3 separate regions of the Mus musculus genome follow, and all the other regions are linked to region 1. A link is a contact called in public promoter capture Hi-C data. All regions are on one chromosome and are shown on one strand. Each heading gives the region's core, a stretch centred on a gene start, on an enhancer-like site or on the middle of the called end of the contact. The rest is flanking DNA. Distances are from core to core; before and after follow the strand shown.

Region 1 (2,946 bases), core at 171-2,670:
TGGTTGTTACATCTTTTTGTTTAAGAAATACATTCTAGGGAGATAGCGGAGAGTGAGCTCAGAGGTTATGAGATCACTCTTCTCTTGCACAAGATCTGAGTTCAGCTCTGAGCACCCATATTGTGTGGCTCAGCCTTGTCGGATAGAGTAGTGATCTCTTTCTTTGCAAACCAGAACTTGTGTTTATTTTTAACACGTTTCTATAGGTGCCTCCTCTTCTGCCAGCCAGGAGCTTGACTGAGCAGCCATCAGCTTCAAAGCAAATCCTCTATCAAGAGAAAGGTACTGTGCTGAGAATTCAGTCAAAATATTTAAACATTTTGATATTTATACTCTGTTTAGACATGATGTATACTTACTGGACCACAACACAGAAACCAGAAAAAAAAATTAAAATTTTCTTAATTGCAATATTTATCACTATGGACTGGATCCAAGCCTAGCTTAGACATGATACAACACACCTGTATTGTTTCCAAACAAGGCAGCTGAGTTATATGAAAAGTGGGGATTCACGTGTAAGATCTGAGTGTGTCCAATAAGTCGGTTCTCCTGTCTGTACTATCATTAGATTATTTACCATCTACTAGGTGGTAAGACACAGTATTTTCATGAACAGATGTCTCACAACAGGGAATTTCCAGAAAGCCAAATAACAAGCGAACCTTTTCCTCCCCTGGAATTAGCTCTGGTGATTACAAAACAACCAAACAAACAAACAAAAAAAAAAATTACTCCACAGAAAAAAATTCGAAGGACATACAAAGCACTTGGTAAACACACTATTGAAATCCTCAGAGGAGAGACTTTTATGTCTACTGAAGATAGAATTCTCCCTTTGGAAAAGATACTGGGAGGCCTGCTTCAGCATAGCTGTATAATTTTTTTTCTCTTAAAACGTTTAAACATTTAAAGCCTTAGTAATTTTCTTGGCAAGAATAAATTTCTCTCTGGCTTCATTTTTCTCAGTTCCTTTTGAAGACATCGTCTCTGCCTTTTTTTTTTTTTTTTTTTTTTTTCCTTAGCAGATCGAATTCTTTTGGTTTAGTGGATTAATTGTATATTTGTTTGGGTATTATAATTGCTCAGCATCGTGAATTCCGTTTTATGTAACTTTCTGCCTTTTTATGAAAACCACAACTCACATCAAGCCTACCGCTCTGGCAAAGAGCCCCGCCCTCTCTGGCAAGAGGTCCCGCCCCTTCTTTCGGGCCCCGCCCATCCTGCATTTGCTAAAGCCACGGGAGGCGGGGAAAAGAGAGAGGCACAACCACCGCGAGACTTAAACCGTCTTCTACCGGGACCTCAGGGACGGGACATGCGCAGAGGTGCTTTTTGAAGCCAACACCGGAAAGAGGGGCGGAGCGTCCCGACTGGTCCTGCGCGTTCGCCTGGAGCGAGCGCTCCTGCTGGCCTCCTCAGCTGGCGCTGGCGGCTTCCGGCCTGGGTGCCAGGCTTCACCCAGCGTGCAGCGCGCATGCGCAACTCCCGCAGGTGAGTGTGGCGACTGTGGGCCCGGGATCTGCAGCCTGCGAGGAGGGCCGGGCCCGGCGACAGGTGCCTGCAGAGCGGCTGAGGTAGGTGAGGGTGCGTGCGGGCTCTGGGGTTAGAGTCGCGGCGGAGGGAGGCTGGCTCTGCGCGTCAGGGAAACTCCGAGGGCTCCTGCGCAGCTCCGGGATCCGGAGTGATCGGCCCTGCGAGGCCCCGCGGCTCGGCCCCAGCCCGGACGTGGGCCGAGCCCTTCTCGCGTGGGACGGGTGCTTGCTGCCCACGCTTGCGTGCTGAGGCCCTGTCACGAGCTGTCCCTCCGGCTCCTTCTTCGAGGATAACTTGCCTTGCAGGCTGGCGGTGCGTGGGACGACAGGTAGCTGGGAGGGATGCAGAGGCCGCCAAGTTAGGCTGGCAAACTCTCAAGCATTACAGTCGCCTGCAGAAGCGCCCTGGCTCCTGTGCATTGTGTGCACTTTGACGCTGCAGGTAGCGCTAGGTTGGTGAACGAAGATGTTGGTTTCTGGTTAAGGTACCCTGTGGGAGGAACGGTATTGTTTACAGTCTTGCCTTTTCACCGTGGTGCCTTTTAATCCACTTGGCTTGAATTTATCATGGCAAGTCTATGTTTTTCTCCTACGTGTTTGCCTTTGCTCCTGTATTTGCCTAGGTCCCATGATCGCTAACACCACTTTATTCTTTGTCTAAGCTTTTACTCTTTGTCTCAGTTAGGGTTTTACTCCCGTGAATAGACACCATGACCAAGGCAAGTCTTATAAAGGATGACATTTAATTGGCACTGGCTTACAGGTTCTGAGGTTCAGTCCATTGTCATCAAGGTGGGAGCATGGCAGCATCCAGGCAGGCATGGTGCAGAAGATGCTTAGAACTCCACATCTTCATCTGAAGCCTGCTAGCAGAATACTGGCTTCCAGGCAGCTCTTGCAGTCACACACTTACTGCAACAAGGCCACACCTATTCCAATTGGTCCAAACCTTTGAATAGTGATACTCCCTGCCAATCACACTGTTAATCCATAAAACTAGTGTGTGTGTGTGTGTGTGTGTGTGTGTGTGTGTGTTCTTCCCTCCTCTGTATAAGGATCGATCGAAGTTTTGTTAACGCTTTGGGATTGTCAAGCTCATTGGAATTAAAAGAGCAGTGGTGTGGGGTTAAATACAACTAACATGTGAGACAGGCATTTATTTCTGATGTAGTGAGAGGTTTGTCTTCCTAGTTGTTGGCCATCAAGTATAGTATTATAATTTGTCTTCTTTAATGGGATTGTTTCTTAACTGAAAATTTCTACCAAACATGAGTGAAACTGTCACAGCATTTGATACATGAGATCATGGTTAAAGTGTTTCTTACCTGTTAGTTTTGTCCTTGAGGTGACCAATTACCAATCCCTTCTGATGGGAAGACACAGTGGGGTGTTCTTGTTGCAGCAGCTTGGT
Region 2 (2,946 bases), core at 163-2,662, 1.8 Mb after region 1:
TTTAGCACAGCCTCTCCTACTTTGCCATGCTCACCTCCTGTTCCTTTTCAAGAGAATAAATAATTACAGTGATTTATCTTTGGGTCTGGAGGAGTCAACTTTGGGGCGAAGTAGATAAACTGGTTAAATATATTTAGCAAGTGATCACCCAGGGACCAGCAAACAGATAAAAAGAAGAAACCATTTCTTCGTGATTAAAGAAATGTGCAAACACTAAGTTCTAACAAAGTGGAAATAAATACAGAAACTATAAATGGGAATGAGGGGTAAAGACAGTAAGTTTTCCAAGTTCTGAACGTCTATCCTGATTCCCCCATCCCTTATCACCAGGAGAGCAGTCCAGTTTCTCAGGTACCCTGCTGGTCTCAATTTCTAGACTTCCCCAGGTGGTAAGAGTCCAGCGGAGCACATATTGCTCTGGCCTCAAGGCCAATGTGAACACTGAAGCTAGTAGTGGCTGTGGCCCCCTTTTTCCTTTAGATGACTGTCAGGCCTCTGGTAAGACTCCTGCTTTCCATCGTTTTCTTTCTCCTAGCACAGATGGGGATTTGATTGCTAGTTGGCCTTTTACCTAAGATCTGGAGAACAGACTGGCAATCAACTTGTAAACCATCCCTTGTGCTGGGGTTTACACCTACAGCTTGCACGTGCCTAGCAATTCCATGCAACTGAGTTATCGTTCCAGCCCAAATAAATTGCTTGTTTTTGTTGATTAGGTGTTATTTTGCCATTTGACTCTCTATGTAGTCAAGGATGGGCTTCGGCTTCTAGTGAGAGTGGTAGCCCATTCCTTTAGTCTACCAGTCAGGAGGCAGAAGCAGGAGGATCTCTGTGAGTTTAAGATCAGTTTGCTTTATACAGTGAGTACTAGGCCTCCTAGGGCTGCATTGTGAATCTCTATCTCAAAAAAAAAAAAAAAAAAAAAAGCAGGCAGCAGTTTTCCTATGTAATCCCCTACAGTAGGCTGGGCTCTTTGGTGATGCAGGTGCCTTTAAGTCCACACTACTGTAAGTAATCTCTTACCTATAGTTCAATGAGTAACTGGATGTTGGGTATCATTACTTCGGTCTGTTGGCTGTGCCCTAGCTGCAGTGAGCAGACTAGATGTTTACTCCCACAGGAATCATGTCAAACACAGACACACAGACTCATACATGCAAATCCTGTCTCAGAAAAAACAACAACAACAACAAAACCAAAGCAGGCAGCAGAGTACTTATGGTCAGTTTCTGGCTCTTCCTGAGACTAGTGAGTTGTTACCTTTCCTCTTCACAAACCTTTAAAATCTTCCGAAGTAGTTTTGTCCTTTGTTTTTGTTTCTTTGTTTGAGACAGGGTCTCAGTGTGTTGCCTGGGTGGGTCTGGAGCTTATTATGTAAAGCAGGCTGATCACAAATTCCCAGAGATCCTCCTGCCTCTACCCCTGACTGCTGGCTTTAAAGGAATGTGGAACCCTGCAGCTACAAACTTTGGAAGTCTTAAAGGATTTTCTCTCCAGAGTGAAATGCTCCAGTTTGCAGGAAATTGCTATACAAGAGAATGCCCACAAACCTGATTCTATAGGCTCCCATGCATCTGCCAGACTAAGTGTAACACACACACACACACACACACACACACACACACACACACACACACTTAAATATCAGCCTGTTGCTCCTAGAGCCATAAGGAGCAAAATAAGATTAAACCAAGAGTACGAGAAACTGATGCAATTGGGAAATCGGGCAAAGCATAATCTAAGACAATGATGAAAACCAATAGATACATAATGTATAAGGTCATCAGAGGCAAGTATGCTTCTGCTATACATACTTGTTATATGATATATGTAATATATATCATAAATAATATGTCAAATAAAATATATAGCAAATGATATTGTTAGGGTCCAAAAGTTGCTGAAGGAAGACCTCGGGCTCAAGCAGTATGCAAAAGCAGAGAGCGTTCATTCAGCTGAGTCTCCTGCATGCAGGCAAGGCTCTCCCTAGTTGGGAATGGAGTTACCTGGTGCAGGCTTAGCTTTTATTGTCAGTCAGGGGAATTCCAGGGAGGGCTTTGTGTCCTTTTACCTTGATTGGTTAGCTCTATCTTTAGAGGTCTGACTGACTCTATAATTGGTTAGGCTCTGGAGACTTCCCAGGGGGTGGCTTACTCATTCTAGCTACCTATTCTTACTTCAGGCCAGATGACAACATGTCCTTGGAGTGGCTGCCTGAAGCAGTGGTTGGATTCCCAGGAGTTCCAAGGGCTCTGGCACTCAGTCCTCTCAATATTGTATTATATGATATACACACGCATGTGTGTGTGTGTGTGTGTGTGTGTGTGTGTATCAACATACAGATTGCTATACAAACATGTAGATGCTACAGAGTTTCAGGACAGCCAAGAAACCTTGACTTGAAAAAACAAAAAACAAACACAGGTATCCCCATGAGATACAGACAACACTCAGAGGCCCTCTTCTCACCTTCTTTATTTTTAATTTCTGATGTTCTCGGGCATTTCACCAGCCTCACGTAATCTGTGTTGGCTCCAATTTACTATGTAGCAGAGGATAATCTTGTCCTTCTGTCCCAGTTTCCTTCTCCCACGTGCTCAGATGGTAGGCATGCATTACTACACAGTTTTTGTTTGTTTGGGTCTAGGGATCAAACCCAGGGCTTGGTGCGTTCTGGGGTTAGTATCTGACCAACTGAGCTACATCTCCAGCTCTCTTAGATTGTCTTTTTTCTCTTTTTTCCTTTTTTTGGCTTTTATTGCCACATGTAAGTTCATGACTCTTATCCTGTCTTTCTAGCCTCTAGCCTGCATATTTAATCTTTGAGGAAAGCAGAGAATAGGAGATCCCAGGACAGGGCTGCACTATTGGGATGACATCCTGCACTGTCCCTGTAGTGTTCTCAGAAACTTTCAGACAGACACATACCCAGGCTGTTGTCTGTTT
Region 3 (2,946 bases), core at 122-2,621, 1.3 Mb before region 1:
GTCTATCTACAGTTAAACCTCCAGGAAGAGGACACAGCAGCCCTCAAAGCCAGAACGGCAGTCTCTCCCAGCAGGCTTTGCTCTGCACAGCACAGTGTCTCCGCACTCACACAGGCGTGAGTACTTTAGAATGACACCCTCTCTAAGCAGACAGTAATGAATATGGCTCTTATCTACCATCTGCCTCACTCACTACTGCTGTCCATATGGCCAAGCATTAATCCAGGATTTCTCAATTCTGATTCTGAATCACAAGCAGCCATGAGATTAAAAGAAATAAATAACAACAACAACAAAACAAAATCCCTTCAGATGTCATGCTCCATGCCAGACTTGGGAAATCAGAATCTCAAGAGAAGAAAAGCAAGTGGGTGCTTGGACCCAGTGTTGTTGTTTCTGTGTAAATGATGCTAATATAGACCACTGTTTTTAAATGATTTATAAGAGACATCAATTTCTAAATATTATCTTCCAGCAATTATGGATTACTCAACCACCTCCCCATAGTTACTATTTCTAAGACCTACAGTTATTGTTTACTCCTGTGTGACTTCTTCTAACTGTCTAGCAGAAATATGCTCTTAACAATGGTATGAGAAACTGGGCATGGTGGTACAAGCCTTTAGTCCCAGGCCCCAGGAGAGAGAAGAGGCAGGCAGGTCTCTGTGAGTTTCAGGGCAGCTAGGGCTATTACACAAATCAAAAGGAAAGGAAAGGAAGGCCGTGGTGTAAGGACTCTTTATCAAAGAACGGAACATGCCTCATTTCATTTCCTATACGAATGCTTTCCAGGGGAAAGTCTCTGCCAAGTGACAATTTATACTTTCACACTCTTAACCTATACTTAGAGTTTCATTTACTTAGCAAATGTCAGTTTTAAACCCTCTTTTTTAAGGTTACTTTCCCCCCATCACCACCTATTAATCATTATTATAGAATCACCGTTTCTGGTCTAGTACATAAGGGTCCTTGAGAGCCATCACTGTTAACAAGAAGCAAAAAGCTGAACCAACTAGAACAGTAAATCACTCTTAGATCTGTTAGAGAAGTGAGCTCACAAGACAAACTACTGTAACTTGAACAGGCTGGTGACTAGAGAGAAGCAGGGTGCTGGGGATGCCATGGAGTGAAGAAATGGCCACTGTCATTGATATGCTACTGAAGGACTACAGTGGATGAATTTGAAACCCAAGACACCAGACAGTTCAGTCAAGGAGGAGAGGAGAAGGACTCCACACTTCTGTGAATTTTACAGCTCAAAGCTGAAGTTCTCACAGTAAACATAACAAAAAGAATTCCCTTCTGCTCTCCACACACAGCGGAGTCGAGGAAACCACATCTATGTCACAGCAGTGGGTTCTCAAGTTGCCTTTCTAAGACCTATGTGCGCTACGTGAGTCAGCAAACACACACAAGGAAAATGCCAATTTCAGTGAAGCCTTTGAAGCAAAGAAAGGGGAACAGTAAACTGTGGTATAGAAGTGCTGAGCCACAGGGTTGTGGGAAGGGAGGAGGGACAGAGGAGGACAGGCTCGTTCAAGATTAAGACCCAATTGAAAAACTGCAGATACCTACCTTTCCCAATTCCTGGAACAGCCCATTAATAAGATGTCTCCTCAATGACTTCTTTTACTCAGTATAGCATACTCAGCTAGCAAGAATAATCACAAGACAGCCTGAAAGGCCAAACACAGTCTCAGACAGAGCAAACATGAAAACTCAAAAACATGACGTGTGTCGGAATTAAACCAGTCATTTAAGACTACCATCACCAAAATGAGAGCAGTGAAGATGTATAAAGCTTTGTCTAAGGTCAGATAGCAGACATCCTATGATGGAATCAAATGAGGACAAGAACTTATATTGCAAGAGTTAAGAAGTGTAGCTGTTAAATGAGGAGGATGTCAGCAACTTCACCTATGATCTAAATGGTGGACCAGATACCAACAAGGACACGAACCCTCAATATAAGCAGTATCATACAAACCTTCCAAAACTGTCAAACAAAGAGAAAAAGATAAATCCCTACCTGCCCCACTCCCAAAAAACAATCAAAATGTTACAGAACAAAATTTCAACAAAGTGTGTAAACTACAGAATAAATACTTTGTGTAATGGAACAGTCAAATGAAAAGAGAAAAATTTGAGAATTCCCCTAATTAATGTCAGATGATAAACTACAGATCCAAGAAGCTCAGAAAATACAAAGGAGAATAAAACACAAACTAAAAGAACATCCTTTATCTTGAGCAGGACATGGTAGCATCAAGCTACAATCCCACAATTCTGGACTATACAGGAAAACCTTGTACAGACATAAAACTAATAAAATCTTACCAAAGCACTCTTACATCTGTATGTTCAAATTACAGAAAATTGATGGTGAACACAAAATAATTTTATTTATAATGAGGATAAAAACTGTAGTTCACTTCTCAGAAACAAACAAAGGAGAACGAATACTAAAATAGTCACAGTGGATGGGAGGGGAGGCCTTCTACAAACCACTAAACATTGTATAAGGAAGAGTTATGAAGACTTGGTCATTTAACACTCATGTGTCTTGAAAGAAAAGTTTTAGAGGTTATTTTAAAGAGAAATAAAGAATTAAGTAGGCCAAAAGTTCAAATTTGCACAAAGGAAAAACAACAGGGAAAAAAACAGAGTAAAATAAAAAATTAATATATCTTATTCTACATGGATCAAATAGATAATAACTTGTTTAAAACAACAGCAGCACTGTATGTGATTATTCTTGTTTGTTTATATGTAAAGTGAATCTCAGCAACAGCAGAAGGAACATAAGAATAATATTGTTCTATCATAAGATGGTCATAGGACCTATGAGTCAGCATGCTTGTACTGGCTGGTTTTGTGTGTCAACTTGACACAGCTGGAGTTATCACAGAGAAAGGAGCCTCCCTTGAGGAAATGCCTCCATGAGAT

The links. Promoter capture Hi-C pulls out the DNA fragments that hold promoters and counts their contacts.
Region 2: a contact with region 1 is called in a promoter capture Hi-C map of stem cell-derived epiblast-like cells, with 4 times the contacts expected there. The contact joins the enhancer-like site here to the promoter of Shprh in region 1. A contact is called at or near these places in 5 of 39 promoter capture datasets (embryonic stem cells, hippocampal neurons, liver and 2 more).
Region 3: a promoter capture Hi-C map of the HPC-7 cell line shows a contact between it and region 1, with 4 times the contacts expected there. The contact joins the enhancer-like site here to the promoter of Shprh in region 1. A contact is called at or near these places in 8 of 39 promoter capture datasets (the 3T3-L1 cell line, the HPC-7 cell line, hippocampal neurons and 3 more), 1 of 484 Hi-C or Micro-C datasets (B cells) and 1 of 115 datasets of contacts at active chromatin or transcription factors (astrocytes).

Annotation. Positions count from the first base shown.
Region 1 is chr10:11,148,010-11,150,955 of GRCm38.p6, forward strand. It overlaps Shprh (SNF2 histone linker PHD RING helicase), which reads left to right and starts at 1,421. Exons shown (of 30, transcript NM_001077707.1): 1 at 1,421-1,577.
Region 2 is chr10:12,908,004-12,910,949 of GRCm38.p6, forward strand. No RefSeq gene overlaps it. Among named protein-coding and RNA genes, the nearest start is that of n-TLtaa3, 13 kb to the right of the region's middle. Within about 2 kb of position 1,413, at least 8 of the 459 cell types and tissues checked have an H3K27ac peak or open chromatin away from gene starts, as enhancers often do. A contact at or near this core is called in embryonic stem cells and stem cell-derived epiblast-like cells, where this site is marked.
Region 3 is chr10:9,879,145-9,882,090 of GRCm38.p6, forward strand. The region is part of intron 2 of Stxbp5 (syntaxin binding protein 5 (tomosyn)); the gene reads right to left. Among named protein-coding and RNA genes, the nearest start is that of Stxbp5, 20 kb to the right of the region's middle. Within about 2 kb of position 1,372, at least 122 of the 459 cell types and tissues checked have an H3K27ac peak or open chromatin away from gene starts, as enhancers often do. A contact at or near this core is called in the HPC-7 cell line, where this site is marked.